Linked DNA regions of Sus scrofa: regions 1, 2 and 4 are each linked to region 3. Evidence: chromatin contacts called from public Hi-C and HiChIP or PLAC-seq data. All regions are on one chromosome and are shown on one strand. Each heading gives the region's core, a stretch centred on a gene start, on an enhancer-like site or on the middle of the called end of the contact. The rest is flanking DNA. Distances are from core to core; before and after follow the strand shown. Region 1 holds the start of PREX1 (phosphatidylinositol 3,4,5-trisphosphate-dependent Rac exchanger 1 protein). Region 2 overlaps ARFGEF2 (brefeldin A-inhibited guanine nucleotide-exchange protein 2). Region 3 holds the start of ARFGEF2 (brefeldin A-inhibited guanine nucleotide-exchange protein 2). Region 4 holds the start of CSE1L (chromosome segregation 1 like).

Region 1 (4,998 bases), core at 1,407-3,906, 81 kb before region 3:
TGCCAGCTTCGCTGCCACAGAAAGCCTTGGTAACTAGCAGTTCATGACGCTCTAAGCCCTGGGTTTTCAAAACTGAAAGGCCTTGGGTTGTTCAGGGGTCCCTTCTGATGGAGCAAAAACAAGAGGGGCCTCCTGCAGTTCACAAAAGAGGTATGCTTGGTCAGGTTACACAATCAGTCCATTTCTGGCACCAGCTTGGGGACACCCAAAAGGACAAGACAGAAAGAAAAAGCCTGGATTCCCCTCCCCTCATTTGACAAGTGGGCAAACTGAGGCCAGGACAGGTGCATGGGTGGTCCAAGAGTCAAAGTCAGAATCAGCTCATCTCAAAATTGGCAGGTCAATTCAAAAAAAAAAAAAAAATTATGAGCTCAGCAAGTTCAAAGAGTCAAGGAGATAATATGCAAGTAGAGAAGTCTCCTTTTTTCCTCTTTCTTTAATAAGAAGAATGGTTGATTCCAATCAATTTCCATTATTCCAGCTTCCCTGGACTCTACACATGGACAATTTAAAACTACAGTTAATCCAAACCCAATCTTTATCTGCTCTGAAAGGCACCACACCATCCAGGGCAAGGGTGTGGGAGGAAGAGGCATATTTTCTTTCCCATTAATATAAAAATTGGTTTGTCTTTCCTCTTTCTCTTCCAGACTGAGAAGCAGGGAGTGGCTCAGAAGGAGAAGTGAGGAGTTCCCTAGAATTTGACACTGCTCACAGACACCAGCTACATCTTCAATTCAGAAACTGCCAGCTTCTAACTGAGCAGATTCTTTTTTTTTTTTTTTTTTTTAACTGTGAGAGAGGGAGGGATGGGAAAGAAATGCCAACCCTGCCTGATTCTCACAGGCCCTTCTAGAAGGGTCCTTTAGCCAAATGCTTTTCAATGCCTCTGCACAACCCTCCCGCCGTCCTCAACACACACACGTCTTTTCACAGAGAGAAGGGCTCTATCCTCCCTGAGTTAAACCCGGACCTCACACAGCCTCAGCTGCAACCCCAGCCACAGGGGATCGCAGAGGATGCCAGAAGCTCCCTCTTTCCCCCAGGGACTGGGAGCTGCAGAGCCTGGCTCTGGGGTTTCTGAAGGAACCACCAACCGCTGTCTGCCCCCGCCTCCCACCCCCCGACACACACACACACACACACCCTTCCTGAACCAGGATTAAAAGACTTCCTAGAGCAGAAAACGGAGTAAATGAGGTCCCAGCAGGAGGCACAGAGATTAAAGCCCTTGGAGTCTCCTAACTTCCAGCAAGGCTCGCCCAGTCTCCCCCTCCCCACCGCAGCCACTTTTCTCACTTCCTAGGAGCATAGGGAAGTGGCCCCTTCCTCCCTCTCACAGAAAAAGAAGAAGAAGAAACAAACAAACAAAAAAGAAACGCAGCCTAGAATAGGGTTTTAGAGCACCGGCTGGGACTGCCCTGGTCAAAACCTGGTATCAGCGTGATTCTGGGCAAGTTATTCAACCTCTCTGGAGCTAAACTCTCCGCTATTAAAAAATGAGGGAGCTGTTCGTCCCTACTTCATTGGTCATCGGTGAAGGTTAAGCCTTCTCATGACACACGTAGGCGCCTGGCACATAATGAGCGCTCAGTTGTTATTTTACAGAGTCTTGGGCTGTGGTTTTGCAACTTGGAGTTGCGGGGGGGGGGGGAGTATGGAACTGAACCGCTGAGTCTTCAGTTCGAAACCTACTGTCCCCAAGATCCAGCAAAAGCCTGTGTATTGGGAAGGGGGGGTGTCCTACCCCCCGTTTTTGTCGTCTTCTGTCCCTACTCAGGGCTTTGGGTTTATCTTACTCTACTCAATGAGCAGGGACGCTGGGCTCCAGGATTTCTAGGGTCCGTCCAAAATGAGCAGCCCGCGGGACACTAGGTGGCGAAGAAATCCCCAGGGGAGAAAAAAACGCAGGGGTCCAAGATCCGGGCACCTGGGTCCCAAAGACCCTGCCTCACGGATGTAACTAATTTTAAAACTATTTGAAAGGCGGGAGGGTGAAAGAAAAAGACAAAAGGGCAACGTGCGGGGGGCGGGGGTGGACCGAGTGCAGGAGACCCCAGGTCAAGGGCTGGACCGTGGGCCGGCCAGGGAGGCGACAACCCAGCTCTGGAGGAGCCCGATCTCCTCACTTCTTTGCGCATCCCCCGGGATGTCCCTGAGGCGACTCTCGCGACCCCCGGGGACCGTGGCCACAGGTTGTGGGGACCGCCCCGCCCCCGAGGCCCCTGCGCTCCGCAGCGGGGCAGACCGCCTGAACGAAGGCTGTCCCCGCGCTCCCCGAGCGACACTCACAGACTGCAAGAAGCGCAAGGTGCCCACGTAGTCCCTCTCGGTGCCCAAGATCTCATTGAGGACGCAGAGGCGGAGGCGCAGCTGGCGCTCAGACTCCCGGGCGGCCGCGCACGGGCCGGAGCTGGGCGCAGAGGCGCCGGGGGTCCGGGGGTCCGGGTGGGCACCGTCCCCAGCCCCGTCGCCGCCTGGATCGCTGCCGCCGGGTACCTCCATCCTAGCGCGGCCGCACGGCACCAGCTCCTTCCCCCGCGCGGAGGTCGCGCTGAGCGGCGACTCAAGCGTCCAGGCACCCCATCCCGGACGGGGCGCGCCAGCGGGCCGGGCTCAGCGGCGGGCCCGGCGCATGGCGCGGCGGGCGAGCGGGCGGGACTCGGGGGCGGGCGGCCCGGGCCGGGGGCGGAGGCAGAGCACGGAGGCTGGACGAGGGGCGGGAGGAGGCTGGCCCTCGGGGCTCCCAGACGGCGGGCCTGGCCGCCACCGCCCCCGCCGCCAAGGGAGCGTCTGCCAAGTGCCACGCCGCGCTCGGGCCGCAGAGGCGCTCCGCGCGCGCACGGGGTCCCCTGGAGACGCGCCGCGGCGCCGGCCGGCTACGTCGGAAGCTGGGCGCGGCTGGAGCGTCGCTGCCGGGGTGCTCGAGCCGGAGCCTTCCGGAAGGGACCCCGAGAAGCCCGGAGAGTCCAAAGCAGCGCGCTCGCCGCCGCCAGCGCACCAACTCCGCGCCCGGACGCGTGGCGCCCCCACCCCCGCCCGCCGCGGGCTACGCCACTCCCACCCCTACACACGCGACACCCACCACGCGCAGCACACGCACGCAGGTCCGGCTGCCACGGCCGCCGGCTGCTGCCGCTCGGGCTGGGTCAACCCCCGGTTGGAAAAGCTGGCAGCGGAGCTGCTCAGGAGCAAGCCCACCCCGCCACGCGCGCCCCCGCCGGACCTGGGGAGCAAGCGACGGCCCCCGTCCTGCCTTTGGGACACCCAGTCCTTTGGGGGCCTTGGGGAGCTGCGGCGACCTTGGGAAGGAAGACGCGCGGCTGTCTCATTCTCTCTCTCTTAATGCCTCTTTTCTCTTTCCCCTTCCTTTTTCTTTCCTTCTTTTCTTTTTCTTTATAACTTCTCTGCCCACCAAGAGATGAGCGTGCCCTTTCCAGCCCTTCCCAGAGGAAATTATTATCTGCTCCGAGTTCCTAATCAAGTGGCAGCTGCTCTGCCTGTGCCCGCCTCCCATCCACCCGCCCCCCACAAGGCCTCTGGAAACCAGGCTTCTAGTCTGGGCTGATCTGTGTGACCTTGATAATCAGCGAACTGCTAGACAAATGTCCTCACCTGCCACCAAGAAGGTGTGAAGGGATGATCTCTCCAGGGCCTAGAGTCAGCCCTTCAGGTTAAAAATCCCAACTCCTGCACTTGCTGGTTTCCTTGGGTGACCTTGCCCTGGTCTCTTGCCTCAAGAGCCTCAGCCTTCTCATCAGTGCAGTGGGAATAAACTTGATGCCTTAGCTCATGGATTCCTACACACAGGGTTATGTGTTCATTCGTTCGGAGTGCTTGGGACAGGGCCTAGCTCCCAGAAAACTCTCTATAAATGTTTATTCTTTTTTTTTTTTTTTTTTTTTTTTGTCTTTTGTCTTTGTTGTTGTTGTTGTTATTGTTGCTATTTCTTGGGCCGCTCCCGCGGCATATGGAGGTTCCCAGGCTAGGGGTTGAATCGGAGCTGTAGCCACCGGCCTACGCCAGAGCCACAGCAACGCGGGATCCGAGCCGCGTCTGCAACCTACACCACAGCTCACGGCAACGCCGGATCATTAACCCACTGAGCAAGGGCAGGGACCGAACCCGCAACCTCATGGTTCCTAGTCGGATTCGTTAACCACTGCGCCACGACGGGAACTCCTAAATGTTTATTCTTAATTAACATTGCATGCATGATCAGCCCTCTTAGCCTGGCCCCCCTCTCCAAACTGTCCACAATTCCTAACCTGTCTTTATTCACAGGTCAGAGATTGTACTGTCTCTGCAGAGGACTGGCTGATTCATGTAATATCCCCCTGTAGATTGTAATCTTCCTTGAGGCTGGAGCAGTATTGCTATTTATCGTCTGTCCCAAACACCCAGGATTGTTCTCCCAATGGTCTCCAAATAAATATTGCAAGAGCTTGAGGACACAGGGAGAGAGTAGGGTGGCTTCTGCCCTCTCAGAGCTCTGATTCGTTGTGATCTTGGACAAGGTGACATTTGATCTGGGCCTTGGTTGAGTGAAGTTCCCCTGGAGAGTCAAGAGTGTGAGCTAGGTGAGCTGGCTAGGTTTGGGTACCAGGGTCGATTGTGGCCCAAAGGTGACTGGCTCCTGAGTTTCTCAGAAAGAGGTCTCTGGAGTGACTCTGCTGTGTGACCTTAAACTATCACAGCACCTCTCTGACCCTCACTTGCCTTGTCTTTACATTATTCCTATCTACTGCAAGGGAAGAGCCTAGTGGGAGCATCATGGCTGTGGAATGAAACTGGCTTGCATTTGTATCTCAGCTCCAAATCTAACCAGCCGAGAGACCTTGATCAAGACACTCTGAGCCTCAGTTGCCTATTCTGTAAAATGGGAGTCTTCGTAAGAGAAAAATGTACGTAAAGCAGTGCTTCTCAAACGTCAAAGTATTAACATTTGGGGCCAGATAATTCTTAGTTGTGGGGGGCCATCCTGTGCATGGTGGGACA
Region 2 (4,982 bases), core at 1,411-3,910, 89 kb after region 3:
TGGACATTTTTCCATATTCTTCAATATTTTCTGAGAGCAGCCTCATCAGTGGCTGCACATCATTATCATGTATTTCAGGAAGTCTCCCTTGGTGGACTCTGATGTCATTTCTGGTGTTTCCGTGTTAAAAACTTTGCTTTGGTGTAATTCTCCTTATTTATTGCCCTCCCCTATGAAGAGTGCTTTCATCTCTCCCAATGAAATAGCAGTGGGCTTTTTGTGCATAAGGCCCCATAAATCAAGTATCACTTTAAAATACTTTGGTTTGGAGTTCTCATTGTGGCTCAGTGGTAACAAACCTGACTAGTATCTGTAAGGATGTGGGTTTGATCCTTGGCCTCACTCACTGGGTTACGGATCTGAATCTGGCATTACCTTGAGCTGCAGCATAGGTCACAAATGCAGCTCAGATCCCATGTTGCCATGGCTGTGGCGTGGGCCAGCAGCTGCAACTCTGATTGGACCCCTAGCCTGGGAACCTCCGTATGCCACAGGTGTGGCCCTCAAAGGCAAAAAAAGGAAAAAAAATTATCATACTCATCTATAATATGTAGAGAAGTTGTCTAGGTTGGAATAGGAAAATGTGAAGTTTTATGGAGTTCCCGTCATGGCACAGCTGAAACAAATCCAACTGGGAATCATAAGGTTGCAGGTTCAATCCCTGGCTCCGCTCAGTGGGTTAATGATCTGGAGTTGTCATGAGCTGTGGTGTAGATTGCAGACGTGCCTCGGATCCTGTGTTGCTATGGCTGTGGTGTAGGCTGGCAGCTGTAGCTCTGATTGGACCCTTAGCCTGGGAACCTCCATATGCCGAGGGTGCGGCCCTAAAAAGACAAAAAAGAAAAGAAAATGTGAAATTTTAATGGGCGGGAGAAATCATTAAAATATGAAATCCCTCCCACGCGGCCTCTGAGAGGCACTACATTGTGCTTCCAGCGGAGTAAGAGTCTTAAATTCAAGTTGGGCCAGCAGTGCTGAAACAGCACATTTCTGCCCAGGTACTGAATTGTGGACAGAGAAATGAACGTGGTGTTTCTCTCTGGTTTACTTTTAGGATGTGGATCTGGACCGCCAGTCTTTAAGCAGCATAGATAAAAATGCCTCTGAGAGAGGCCAGAGCCAACTCTCTAATCCAACCGATGACAGCTGGAAAGCTAGACCATATGCAAGTAAGGCCACTTTTTTTAAATTGTTTTAAATAGATAACACATTCTCATGATTCAGATGTTCAGAAGGGTAAACAAGATATAAGCCTTTCTTTCACTCCTGGGCCTCAGTCTGCCAGTCCCTTCCCTGTGGCACCAGTGGCACCAGTTTCTGTATAACTTTCTAGAGACATTTTGCTCATATGCAAGCAAATGCTTATTCATATACACAAACACACATATAGATGTGTATGAATTCTTCTCCACTCCTTTGTATAAAAATTATAGAATACTCTGCATTATTCTTTTTTCACTTAATACAGCTTAGAGATTATTCAAAATCAGTACCCAAAGAGCTCTCGCACTCTTAGGCTGTCGTATACTGCCCCACATTGTAGATGTACTATTATTTGCTTAATTGGGTTCCTACCAGTGGCCTTTTATGTTATTCTCAGACTTTCTGTTATAAACAACATAGCATCAAATCACCTAATACATGTGTTGTGAGTTTATATGTACAGCGAATTCCCAGAAATAGGATTTCTAGGTTAAAAGAGAAGTGCATTTACTGTTTTGACCGAAAATTCCAGATTGCTGCCTATTAAGGCTGCACCTATTTACATGATCTTTGGAAACACTGAGGTGATATTTGGTATCTTTTGAGTAGTTTTAAGTTTGCAGTTTTCTAATTATGAGTAAAACTGAGCAGTTTCATGTGTTTAAGAACCATTTCTATTTTCTTTTCTGTGAACTATCTGTTCATCATCTTTGCTCATTACGTATTGATTGTTGATCTTTCTTTTATTGGTTGGCAGGGGGCTCTTTATGTGTTAGAGATCCCTTTTCTGGATATGAGTTTCAGATTACTTAAATTTATCTCATAATGTTGCTTATGGTGTATATCACGCCTGTCATGAAAAAAAAAGGTCTCACACAGTTATGCGAGCCAGACACTGTACTCTGTCCTGTGCGTGCTCGCACGTGCTCCTTCCGCTCGCCCTTTGAGGGCTGCTCTTAGGTCTGAGTGCCCTGGGACCTCAGTGGCGCAGCTTGCCAATATACAGTAGACTTGGGGCACGGATATTTTTGGCTGCCTGAGAAATTTTAACTTTCCTGGTGTTGGTCTGGTCTTTTGCAAGTTGTGGTCCCCATTATTTTTCTTCATAGCACTTTCTCCCTCTTCTTGCCGTACCAGGCTGTAGGTGTTAGCACTCACATTATCTTCGGAAGCAGCACATTAGACAAAGCCCTGTGTGGTCCCCATTATCTTTTGAAGGCATAAGAAAGAACCACCCTGGGAATCCATTAAAGAGACACCAAACTGGAGACTGACAGGCTGTTTCCTTGGTGTCTGCAGCACAGCCAGTGTCTCTCCCCGACCCAGGCAGAGGGTGAGCTGTTTCCTCATCAGCCCCAGATAAAGGGCTTGGCTTGTGTGGGAGGAGCAAGTGGACATTTCTTTAAATGGAACCACTGAGTGCAGCAGGGAGACTGGAGACCCCTGCCGTCCCTCCAAGGAGCAGCGCTTTGCTTCTCCCAGTCTCCCAGCTCCGTCTCCCTTCCAGGCACGAGCTCAGTGAACAGAGCAGCAGGCAGAATTTCTTACACCACTTGTATTGTTTTCTTTCCTTCTTTTTATTTTTCATCCAAGATGGTGTCTTTGGATTGGCATAAGTTAAATGTACATGTGTTGCAATTCCACTATATTTTTTCAATTAAAACTAATTCTGCATGGAGAATTTTTATATGTCTGTATAATTTCACAGCCAGTTTCAGATGCTTGAAGCCGACCCGACTCCTTGTGTTTCTTTAGCATTTATTTATTTAATATTTTCAGTGTTCTGATTCCATAACACCAAGTTGAAAAGGAAGCCCTGCTTTTATTACAGTCACATCAGCCAACACTTAGGAAGTGCCAGACATGGGCTGTCCCTGAGCCCAGGGATTAAGAAGATGAGACATTAGTCAGAGGCTAGTCATTAGGCAGAAACCACACCAATAATTTCAACAGGGAAAACTCCGCACAAAGAATTGTTAACTAGTCAGAGATGGCTAACCACGGAAAGCGCTAGGAGGAGACATTTGGAGGATATGGAAGCAGAAGTGGAAAGCCACCTCCAGGGCAGACAGAAAGCAATCCAGGAACCAGGACCTTAAATCAGCCGCACCCAGTTCCCCCGCCGTCAAGGCTGAGACTCAGCCCTTTGTAGGATCCAGCTACTGCAGGAACTTGTAGCCTTCCCATGGGCTGAGCACAGTCCAGAGCTGGTCTGTAGGGGTGACCCTTCAGGCAGCCGAGAAGCATGCTGGAGGACAGGGACCTGCACGGCTGACCCCTCCTCCGCTTCAGGTCTCTGCTCAGAGAGCATGTTGCAGAGACCTTTCCTGACAGCTTGTTAAACTGGCAACCCCACCTCAACACCTTCCCTACCGTATCCCCTCCCTGAGTCCTCATCGTTTGATGTGCTATAGCCTGTGCTTGCATGACTTGGTCACTGTTTCTCTGTGCATGGGAGCAAGGGTTTTTGTCCAGCTTATTCGCTGTCACGTCACAGCCTCAAGAACGTGCCTGGCACATAGTGGGGAGCTCAGTGAATGCAGTACAGGCTGAATCATTATTAGGGTTAATCTTTATCATCTAATATAGATCAGAAACTGTTTGCCAGCCTCCTCATCAAGTGTGTGGTCCAGTTGGAATTGATACAGACCATTGACAACATCGTGTTCTACCCTGCAACGAGCAAAAAGGAAGATGCCGAGCACCTGGTTGCTGCCCAGGTGAGAGCGGGCCTGGGGAAGGGCATCCTTGTCCATGGGGAGGTTGCTTGGATGCAGTGGTGCTGGAGCCGGCTCGGACTGCCTCTCAAGAGCCCGTCCTGCTCATTCTTCCCAGCCCTGCGTTCATTGACCGGACTGGTAACTTAAAATTGGCCACGATGAGAGTATGTATACCACAGAAATCAGCCAACACTCACAACAGGCGTTCTGTTTTCTTCATCCCTGGAGAGCCAGTTTACCAACATACCACCACTCAGATTCCACACCCCACCTCAGTGCTCCGCAAGAAGTGTTACTGGAGTTCCCATTGTGGTACAGTGGAAACGAATCCGACTAGGTACCATGAGGTTTCGGCTTCGATTCCTGGCCTCGCTCGGTGGGTTAAGGATCCGGTGTTGCCTCGAGCTGTGATGTAGGTCGCAGAGGAGGCTCGGATCCCATGTTGCTGTGGCTCTGATTGGACCCCTAGCCTGGGAACATCCATATGCTGCAGGTGCGGCCATAAAAAGCAAAAAAAAAAAAAAAAGGCTAAAGAAGTGTTATTGGAGTTCTCCTGTGGTGCAGCGGGTTACAGATCCAGTGTTGTCACTGCAGTGGCTCTGGTCACTGCTGTGGCATAGGTTTGATTTCTAGCCCAGGAACTTCCACATGCTGCAGGCATGGCCAAATAACGAAAGAATGAAAAGTGTTATTAACCACAATTCCTTATAATTGGTATACAGTTTAACCACAAATAACTGAGAGGAAAAATAGTGGCTAAAGGTAGCAGGCATTTACTTTTCTGTTTTATATATGCAAGCTTTTATGTATACAGTCGGTTTGGAACAATTTAGAGTCCAAAAGTTGAATAGTTAGCTTACACCACGAGTTGCAGACCTAAGTGCCTTGGGGGCCAGTAGATCCCGTGTGTGTCGCAGGGGGTATGGGACTGTGGGGAACCACAGAGCCTCAGCCTGTCGGACGCTGTGCCACCTCCTGGCTCCAGTGGCGAGTTGCTGTCAGGTGGGTCAAGCCGTGATGGGCTCCCAGTTTTTTAAGAGGACCCAGACCATGATTTTT
Region 3 (4,866 bases), core at 1,158-3,657:
CATGTCCAGGAATGTCTAGTCCAGCCACGTGGGACACGTGTAATACTTTGGTATCTGGGATTGCCCAGCTCTCTGCAGTCAAGCATTTCTGCTCCCCCGACCATGACAAAAAAACACTCCCCCCACAAAATTTCAAAAATGTCCCTGGGTGTGATACTTCCTTCATGGAGACACAGCGATGGAGAGGAACAGAGGTGCATAAGCCAAGCCCTTGAAGGCAACAAAAAGGAATCCGGGGTGGCCGCAGAGTCCTGACCTGAGGAAAGGGGGAGGGAGAGGCAGGCAGAGAAGTTGGCCACAGTGAGATACTCAGATTCAATTCCAAGGGTGATGGGGAGCCACCGGAGGGTGTCAGCAGCGGAATGACATGGCTGAACCTTATCATGGCAGGTGGCTCCAAACATCTGTTACTCAGTGGGCTGCACTGTTTCTTCTGAGTTTCACACATTCGTTCATTCACTCATTCGTTCAGCACATGAGGACTGAGGAACATCTCAGAGATGTATGTACTGCTGTGTAACACACTACCCCCAAATGTAGTGGCTTAAAATGACAATCAATTGTTGTTTCTGCTAACCTGTGGGTTGGCGGGTCAGTTCTTCCGCTGGTCTCACCAGCTGTGAAATTCAGCTGGTAGATTGGCTGGGACTGGGCTCGGCTGGGAGCACTGGGATAATGGGCTTTTCTCTCCATGTGCTATTTCTTCTAGTTGCTTCTGCACATCTAAAAGCCTCAAGATCCCTTGGTTCTGGGAGAGCTCACCCTTCTTTCCACCATAATCTATTGGTCAAGGCAAGTCACGGGGGGTGGAGAAATAGACTTCACTTCTCGACAGGAGGAGCTGCAAAGCTACACGACAGCAATGGAATTTATGGCCATCAAACCTCTCCCTTGCTTTGGACCAGGCCCTGGGGATGCAGCCTGTCCCTCTGCAGCCCACACCGGAGGCAGAGGACAAAACAAATCAACAGTGAAAAAGGTCAGAATGTGCTGTAGGGAGAGAGGGCCTCCCTGAGATTCTTGAGCTGAGACCTGTGCATTGGAGTGTGTCTGTGTCACAAGTTTCCGAGATTCCAAGACACTGTCCTTGCAAAAGACACTGTTCTTGCAGGAGCCCAACAGCATGGCAGCTCCCTTGGAGCAGGTGGGCCGCATGAAAGGAAGGGCACGGGCAGACAGGACCAAGGGTGTGGTGCTATCAGTGGCAGTGGCGGGGAGTGGAGGGTGCCCCTGGGGCCAGAATACCTGTCTCCTTACCCTCACTGGCAGGCTGTGTGACACTGGCCATCTCTGTTTCTTCCCTTTCTGATGCCCCCTGCCCCCAAATGCCCCCCTGCCTCACACACTGCACTGGGAGGAACCACAGCTTTATGAAAATAGATGGACACACTCCACGGGGAGGTGCAGTCAGAGTGGTTTTTCCCAGCAGCATCATGCACAGATGTGGCACCAGAAGCACAGACGTTCACTGGACTGGATACCAGGACTCAGCTCTATTCCAGTGATGGGAGGGTTGAATGGAAGACAAGTGGTTGTCTTGCCACGGGGGTGGCGAAATCCTGTTTTGGGAGTGTGCATGAATACACCTCCTTTATTTATTTATTTATTTATTTATTTATTTATTTATTTATTTTTGTCTTTTTAAGGCCACACTCATGGCATACGGAGGTCCCCGGGCTAGGGGTCAAATTGGAGCTGTAGCTGCTGGCCTACAGCCCCAGCCACAGCAATGCGGGATCTGAGCTGTGTCTGCGACCTACGCCACAGCCCACCGCAATGCCAGATCCTTAACCCGCTGAGCGAGGCCAGGGGTCGAACCCAGGTCCTCATAGATACTAGTTGTTGAGCGCTGAGCCACGACGGGAACTCCAATACACCTCCTTTTAATCTCCCTCCCTTCCTCCAGCCCTTTCCCTCCACCCCTTCCTTTGTGCTCTCCCTCTCCCAGGCTGTTTTCTTATCTTTCTCACCTCCTTCCCTTCACCTCCCTCCCACACCATCTCTTTTTCCATTCTATTCCTCAGCCCCCTCCTCCTAAGCTCCCCTTCTTCCTGCCTCTCCTCTCTTCTTCCCCCGCCCCGCGCTTCTCCTGAACCCTCCCCTTCCCCCGCCTCTCTCCCCATCTCCACCTCCCTTCCCCCGCCCCAATTTCTCCCCGACCTTGGAGCCTCCCCTCCTCACCATCTCACCTGCTCTTCCAACCCCCTAGCTTCCTCTTTCCTCCTCACCTCCTCTGACTCCCTTATTGCCTCTCTTCTTTACCTCCTCACCTTCCAACTTTTCCCCTGCCTTCCTCCACTATTAGCCCCACCGCCTCGCCCACCTGGGCCCGCCCCGCCCCGCCCCCAGCCATAGGCCCCGCCCTCTAGGGGGTCACGGGGTCCACGGACGCAGCCGCGGCCCCGCCAGTCACGTAGTCACGTGATGCGCTCCAACATGGCGGCGCCGTGGGGCCGCGGCGTCGCTTCCTGACTGGGCGGTGCGGACGGACGCGGCTGGTGCCGTCCTGGACGCCGGGCCCGCTGCCTCGCTCGCCCGCCCGCCCGCTTGCGCCGCTCGCCCGCGGGGCTGCCAGCCCCCGCCGGGCCGGGGCCATGCAGGAGAGCCAGACCAAGAGCATGTTCGTGTCTCGGGCCCTGGAGAAGATTCTAGCCGACAAGGAGGTGAAGCGGCCCCAGCACTCCCAGCTGCGCAGGGCCTGCCAGGTGGCGCTCGGTGGGTGAGCCGCCCCGGCCCGGCCCCCGCGCCGGCCTCCCCACACCGGCCGTTACCCCACCCGGCCTTCTGGGCGTCACTTCCCCCTGACCCTGAATCCTACCTTCCTGGCCTCCTCATTATACCCCCAGGGGAAACTGATGCCCCGGTAGCTCGAGACTGGCCCAAGGTCACCTAGCAAGTTGGTGACAGCCAGGGCTGGGTCTCCAGGGTCCCAGCCCAGGGTTTTTGCCACGACTTCTTGCCCTCCTGTTTCCTGTTCCTTCCCTCACCACCCGCAGAAGCAGCAGCCCTTGCTCTAAGTTTTTTCTTTACCTGGGTTTTGCTGGTTCGAGTTCCCCCATGTAAGCAGAGCAGGTGGAAAGAGCTGCCCAACTAGTTTAGGGAAACCCCTGAGACCTGCTTTGAAAGTGCCCAAATGATGAATGTTTTCCTTTCATTTGAGGATCGCCCATAACTCCCTCCAGAAGGCAATGTAGAGGGTTATCCTGCACCTCCCAGGTATCGTGGTGTGCAAAGGATCTGCTCATTCCGGGCGGTCCGGTAAAATAGAGGGTCTGTGAGGACAGAAATATTTGTCTTTTATTCACCGCTGGATCCCCTGCACCCACAACAGTGCCTAGCACACAGTAGATGCTGATTGTATGGACCCACAGATTACTGAAAGAGGGAGAGAACTCTGATTCATAGCTTGTTGAAAACCTTGATGATTGATTCCAACATCAACATCTTTTAGTTTCAGTCATTCAGCATATATTTATCAAATGCCCACCTTGTGTAGCAAGATACAGTGGGGTACTATACAGACAAGGTATTTGGCCTTAAAAGAGCTTAGACTTTAATCGGTGAGACTAAGTAAATTTAAAAATTATCAGACATTTTTGAATACTAAGTACTTTTGTAAAAGTAACTTTTAAGGAATTACTTTTGTAAAAGTAAAAGAAAAGAGCAAGATGTGATCAAGAGGCAGTCGGAGGATTGCTTTTCATAGGGTCCTCAAGAAAGTAATCCTTTCTGAGGAGGTGACATTTGGGCCAAGTATTGGAAGGCAGGAGGTGTCCACCATGTGGAATTTCAGAAAAAGAGAGTTCTAGGCAGTGAGAATCTACACCTTTGACAGGAATTGGCTTCACAGTAATTCACCACACCACTACTTGTGGTTTGGAATCTGTAAAAATACCTGGTTTCCCTAACAGTTAATTAAGTCAATGGAAAGTCTAATTTTCTGTCACAGGGTTTGTGACATCACCCTTCTCCCTTCCTTCGGTGAAGGGTACTCTGGAGTGTTCTCTGGGGGCCTAGGAATGGGGTTGTGAACTTTGCACTTCTCTGGGAAGAAGTCCATAGCTTTCATCAGATTCTCAGAAGGGTCTGAGACTTCCTCAAGGATCAGGTACTGTTGAGACAAAGGTGGTTGTTGCTGAGATGATCTGGAAACAGATGCTAGTCCTGTGAAATTCAGGATCAGTGCGAGAAATTTCCTTTCTTTTTTGCTTTATAAGGCCGCACCCATGGCGTATGGAAGTTCCCAGGCTAGGGGTCGAATTGGAGCTGCAGCTGCCAGCCTACACCACAGCCACAGCAATGCAGGCTCCAATTCACGTCTGGGACCTACACCACAGCTTATGGCAATGCCAAATCCTTAACCCACTGAGCGAGGCCAAAGATCAAACCTGCATTCTCATGATTACTAGTTACCACTGAGCCACAACAGGAACTCCTAGCTGGAGCAATTCTCTGAGATTTAGATTGGTAAAGCTTTTTTACTGAGAAAAGCAAGGCTAACTGTTGGACATTGTTTTATCAGGAATGCAGGGTGAGCGCTACAAAGCAGTTTGTTAGTTACACAAAAGCCTGATACTTAAAACTCCACTTTGACATCTGCTTGCATTCTGTCCTCTCCGTATTACTTTAAGAGCATTGTTGTGGAAGTTTCAAAATATTTATTTGGCAGAAAAATTTCTACTCCCTCTTAAGAAAACTTAACATCAAATTTTCAACAAGTTGTATATCACAATTTTGGAACCTACTTATAAAATGGTCATATGGGTCATAAAGGGCCTTAACATTGAAAGTTTATTGGTTATTTTTGGATTCTTTATTCAGAGGCTCCTGTTTTTCTAACCCAAATTGTGGGATGAACATGCATTG
Region 4 (4,556 bases), core at 597-3,096, 110 kb after region 3:
TTTTGTGCTCTCATGTTTGTTTCCTCAAATGACGACCAAATAGCATGGCTTTCAGTCCCAGGGAGTTGCAAGCTAGCAATTCCAAGGGATGGGCTCTGAGTGGAGACAGCTGGGCCTGTTGAGGAGGTGGCCAAAACTGAGGGTAGGGATTTCCACAAGTCGTAACTGGTTCCCCTCTTTCCCACACTCAGTGTATCATAAGATCCTACAGGCTCTACCTCTAAAATATATCCTGAAGCTGTCTGATTTTCTCCACATTCACTGCTACTCACCCTACTCCAGGCTTAACCTCAATTCCCTGGATGCTTCCAACAGCCTCCTCACTGGTCTTCTGCTTCAAGCTCTTCCGCCCCATACAGTACAAGGAGACTTTTAAAATATAAATTTGGTGATCATCCTGTAATGGGTACATTTAAGACAGAGTCCAAACATAGGCTTAGGAGGCCTACATCATCTGGCCCCTGCTGACCTAACTCTGTCTCCTGCCATGGCTCCACTTTTTTTTAAGCCCCAGCCTAGCCCAGTTCTGCCTCAGTCTTTGCTATTGGCATCCCCTCCTTCTAGAATGCTCTGCAGGCTGATCCACAGCTTGTTTCCTTGTTGAAATTCAGGTCAATTGTCATTTGTTCAGAGGTCTCCTCTGGCTATCCCATTGCCCTTCCATGTCACCGCCTCCCATATCAATCTGTTTTTAAATCCTCCTTTCAGAGCACTAATCAAATTTGAAATGATCTTTGTTTTTTGGCCGTGCTTGGGGCATGCAGAAGTTCCCGAGCCACAGTAGTGGCCCTTAACCGCTAAGCAACCAGGGAACTCCAGAATTATCTTACTTGCTGATTCCATTTCTCCCTCTAAAACATAAGCTCTATGAGGGGGCAGAAAGTTCTCTTTCTGTCTAAGACGCTTTGAATATGACCTTGGGCAATTTGTTCAACAATTATATGAGACCTACTGATAGGGATGGAGTAGGTACAGGTAGTTGTAGAAGTCCGGATAAAGGACCATAGTTAAAGAGGGAAACTTAGGGTACATTGGGAGATAAGTGTAAGTTAATAACTGACCAAGAAAGCCATCAGCACAAGGCAGGCTTGCTTGATTAGTGGAGGCGTGAGAATTGCCTCAGGTCGTTGGATGAGGGATGGGTTTAGGCCTGCATTCAGATTCAGACCAAGAGCAGGAGTTTGAGGACCACCCTTCTGCTGATTTGAATACACACCTTACTGGATACTAAGGAGGGGCTACTACTCCCAGACAGGAAGACGTGGGCTTTTCCAACCTCCACTCCCCTTGGATGATAAAACTATAGTCCACCGGATCCTCAGGGGCAGAGGTTCCGTGCCTGCCCGCTTGCACCTCTCACAAGCTTCCTGTCTTAATAAATCTACTTCTTGCCTGTCACTTTGTCTCTCCCTGAATTTCTTCTGCGAGGAGGTATGAAGAACCTCAGTAAGTACAGACACAGGGTGAGTGATTCTAATTTAAAACTGTGGGTTTTAAGTCCCAATCTGGGTTTAGGCTGGGTTTGAGTCCTGACACTTGGGTTCAAGTCCCAGTTCGTTCTGGCTAGGTTCAGGCCGTTAGTACTGTCAGTTTCACTGCTAGGTGCCTGATATCAAAAATGGTCACTCGCAGAATCTGCTCAGTTCCGAATGGGGATTGTGATGCCCCTTAGAGCGGTCAGAGCCAAAGAGCATTGTCCACTATGACGTCAGCAAACCCAGAGCGGGGCAGAGATTGGCCTTTCCAGCCTGGGTGGGGCCGGGAGCGCTTGGCCCCGCCCCCTGCCTCGGCCCTGCTCACGCATGCGCCCCGGCCGCAGCCTCGCTGCCGCGCCATTTTGCCGGGGTTTGAATGTGAGGTGGAGCGGCAGTAGGAGTGGGTAGTGCTGGCTGCCGTCCGCGGCTGAGATTCCCTTCTCCGTTCCCGTATCCCCACGAGGTAAGGCGCGGGCGTGCACGGCCTGGCACGGTGGCCTCTTGGGAACCGGCTGAGGGAGGAATGAGGTGCTCCCAGCACTTCCGAACGCTGGGTAGTAAGGACCGCACCTCCTGGAGAGAGCAGGATATAGGCCTCTGTCCCGGGCGGCACCCTCGGGTAAGGTTTTTGCATCTGCCGAACGGTCTCCCATCCCCTCGTGGCGTTCCAGGTCTGAGGCCCAGGCTCGGCGGTACCCGGGCCTGCGAGGGGCCAGGGCAACCCAGGCGCGACCTACCGCGAGCGTATCCAGTGCCCGCCCCTTCCCCTCCAGCGCTGCGCTGATTGGCCACGCCGCTCGGGAAGTCCGCCTCTCATTGGTTGCGCCTGCGTGTCCATTCTCAGCGCTCCCGGCCACCCCGCAACGTGAGCGGAGTGCGGCGGCAAGGCCTGTGCGGCTGCTGGGCTGGAGTGCTGGCCTCCGCCCTGACCGCCTCTTCCTCTGTTCTCACTTTCTGATTAAGGAGGCGGTGGAGCTCCACCTCCCTGTGCCTCAGTCTCCATGACTGTAAAATAGGCATCGTGATCTCACTTTGCTGAGTTGCTCGTGAGGATTAGATTGTAGTGGGTGCACCGGGGTTCTGAGCACCTGCCCTGTAACGTGGGGTCCGCCTCTTGAGGAAAAGCGATCGTGTGGTAGTTCGGAGCGTGGAATTCAGCTTTGGAATGAGAAAGCCTGGGTTCGTTCCAGATTTAGCTTCACCCCAGGAATGTAACTTAGAGCCAGTCACTTCATCTCTCCAAGTCTCCACTTTATCTACAAAGTGGGGTTGAAAACATCCACCTCGTAAAGTGACTGCGAGGATCCACTGAGTATTACCGCAGTTTACAAAGTCCCGTCTGAAGTGCCGTTTCGTTGTCCGCCTCTTCCACCCATCTCTTCTGAAGTAGTATTCACTGAAGCAGTACTGCTGACCTTTGTTTTTTTTAAATGTTGCAAGCTCATGTCCTCCGTAAAGCGTTTGGACGTGCCTTTTGTTTGTTCGAAAAGTACCAACATCAGGTCTTTGCAAGGCTGCTTCCCTGTCCTTCATATTTCCCTCACCTTAGGCCTTCTTTGACCAACCTCTCAAAGGGTCTCTTTCCTTCAGCTCTTTTATCACATCATCCTAGTTTTACTTCGTAAATCACTTACGTAGAATCACTTAAAATTTACTTGTTTATTGCCTTTCTCAACTGCTAGGGTGTAAAAAAGCAAGGACCTGGCCTGTCTTGTTACTGCTGTACCCAGGTGGTCGGTGCTTGCCACATAGTAGATGTACAGATATTCCTTGGAGACAAGAAAGGGACTTTTTTCTCTTAGATCCTACCAGTACTCCATTTCTCCTCCACTTGGGCCCCCATCATTAAATTTTTGGCCTGTGTGTGTGTCTCTTATTTTTTGCATAACTGGTGGAACTTTTGATCTAGCCTCTTCCCTCTTAAGACCCTTTGTCTTTCATTTCTTATCATTAGTGCAAGATAATTCTTTCTCCCTTTCTGTGTACTTTGATTTCTCCTAGTTGGGGACTGGGATAGAGGGAAACCATTTCCTATACAGGATTAGATGGGTTTGAGAGCAGTGCTTTCCCTTTGGTATTTTATCTATTCCTTTATTCATTTAATAACTTAATTGAGCATCCACTTAATCTCTGTGAATACAGTGAAGAAGCAAAAATGGACTAAGTCCCTTCCCTTGGGGAGCTTATATTCTAGTGGGGAAAAGAAACAATACAAATAAATGACTTAGATAATTTTAGATAGTGACAAGTGACAGAGTGATGTGACTGTCAAGGCTTCTCTGAGGAGGTGGCATTTGAGCTGAGACCATTTATGGAAAGACTAGGGAACAGAACATTCCAGGCAGAGAGAATAGAAAGTACAGAGGCTCGAGGACAGGAACAAGCTTGGAATATTGGAATATGTGGGGAAATCTTGCTTGCCAGAATATCTTGTGAAGTGAGAGGTAGCCAGGGGCCGGATCTTACAGGGCATTGTAGTCAATGTAAAGAGTTTGGATGTGCACCTAAGTGGTAAATTCCTGTGATGAGAAAGCAGAGGGTGGACAGAGGTGTGGGGATAGATCCTTCATGTATGTATGCCAGATAGTTTTCATTTGTTGGATCTCTCTCCCTTTTCCCAGATGTAAGGCCTCAGGAATTCTTTTCTAATATGGAGGAAATAACTAAGGAAAAGGCACACATCTTGGATCAACTTATGTCACTTATTTCTGTGAGATGGCCTTGGAAAGCAAAGCTTTTATTCCAAAAGTCTGCACCTATAACTAACTGAGGGCCTATGGAAAGAGGCTAGACATAGGTCCAGCCATTCATTCAGCAAGATGAACTTGGAATTTAGCTAAGTCTGTCATAATCGATTTGTTATTGTACATGTTTTTTACTTTTTATGTATTGGTAGGGATTTCCAAAGATAGCGTGGTGAAGTAAAGTATCACCCCTCATTTAAAGGTGAAAGAATGCATTTTTCACTTCTAGTTTGAATCTTTATTTTAAAGCCAATAACACTTTTTACATTTATATATTGCTAATATTTCAGAGTGTCAAAATACCTTCACCTGTGGCCAAATAAGATAGTTTAATTAG

Evidence for each region. A called contact is a pair of places that touch in the nucleus more often than the background predicts. HiChIP or PLAC-seq counts read pairs in DNA pulled down with a chosen protein or histone mark.
Region 1: a contact with region 3 is called in an H3K27ac HiChIP or PLAC-seq map of alveolar macrophages. The contact joins the promoter of PREX1 here to the promoter of ARFGEF2 in region 3. A contact is called at or near these places in 3 of 47 Hi-C or Micro-C datasets (embryonic fibroblasts and epiblast stem cells) and 1 of 2 datasets of contacts at active chromatin or transcription factors (alveolar macrophages).
Region 2: a contact with region 3 is called in an H3K27ac HiChIP or PLAC-seq map of alveolar macrophages. The contact joins the enhancer-like site here to the promoter of ARFGEF2 in region 3. A contact is called at or near these places in 7 of 47 Hi-C or Micro-C datasets (embryonic fibroblasts, epiblast stem cells, fetal heart ventricle and 4 more) and 1 of 2 datasets of contacts at active chromatin or transcription factors (alveolar macrophages).
Region 4: a Hi-C map of liver shows a contact between it and region 3, with 3 times the contacts expected there. The contact joins the promoter of CSE1L here to the promoter of ARFGEF2 in region 3. A contact is called at or near these places in 8 of 47 Hi-C or Micro-C datasets (embryonic fibroblasts, epiblast stem cells, fetal heart ventricle and 5 more) and 1 of 2 datasets of contacts at active chromatin or transcription factors (alveolar macrophages).

What each region holds. Positions count from the first base shown.
Region 1 is chr17:50,547,746-50,552,743 of Sscrofa11.1, forward strand. It overlaps PREX1 (phosphatidylinositol 3,4,5-trisphosphate-dependent Rac exchanger 1 protein), which reads right to left and starts at 2,657. Exons shown (of 40, transcript XM_021078040.1): 1 at 2,293-2,657. The coding sequence starts at 2,505.
Region 2 is chr17:50,718,476-50,723,457 of Sscrofa11.1, forward strand. It overlaps ARFGEF2 (brefeldin A-inhibited guanine nucleotide-exchange protein 2), which reads left to right. Exons shown (of 39, transcript XM_003483981.4): 34 at 1,055-1,169; 35 at 3,793-3,923. Among named protein-coding and RNA genes, the nearest start is that of CSE1L, 24 kb to the right of the region's middle. Within about 2 kb of position 2,661, at least 6 of the 83 cell types and tissues checked have an H3K27ac peak or open chromatin away from gene starts, as enhancers often do. A contact at or near this core is called in alveolar macrophages, where this site is marked.
Region 3 is chr17:50,629,437-50,634,302 of Sscrofa11.1, forward strand. ARFGEF2 (brefeldin A-inhibited guanine nucleotide-exchange protein 2) reads left to right here and starts at 2,408. Exons shown (of 39, transcript XM_003483981.4): 1 at 2,408-2,715. The coding sequence starts at 2,595.
Region 4 is chr17:50,743,110-50,747,665 of Sscrofa11.1, forward strand. CSE1L (chromosome segregation 1 like) reads left to right here and starts at 1,847. Exons shown (of 25, transcript NM_001243215.1): 1 at 1,847-1,938.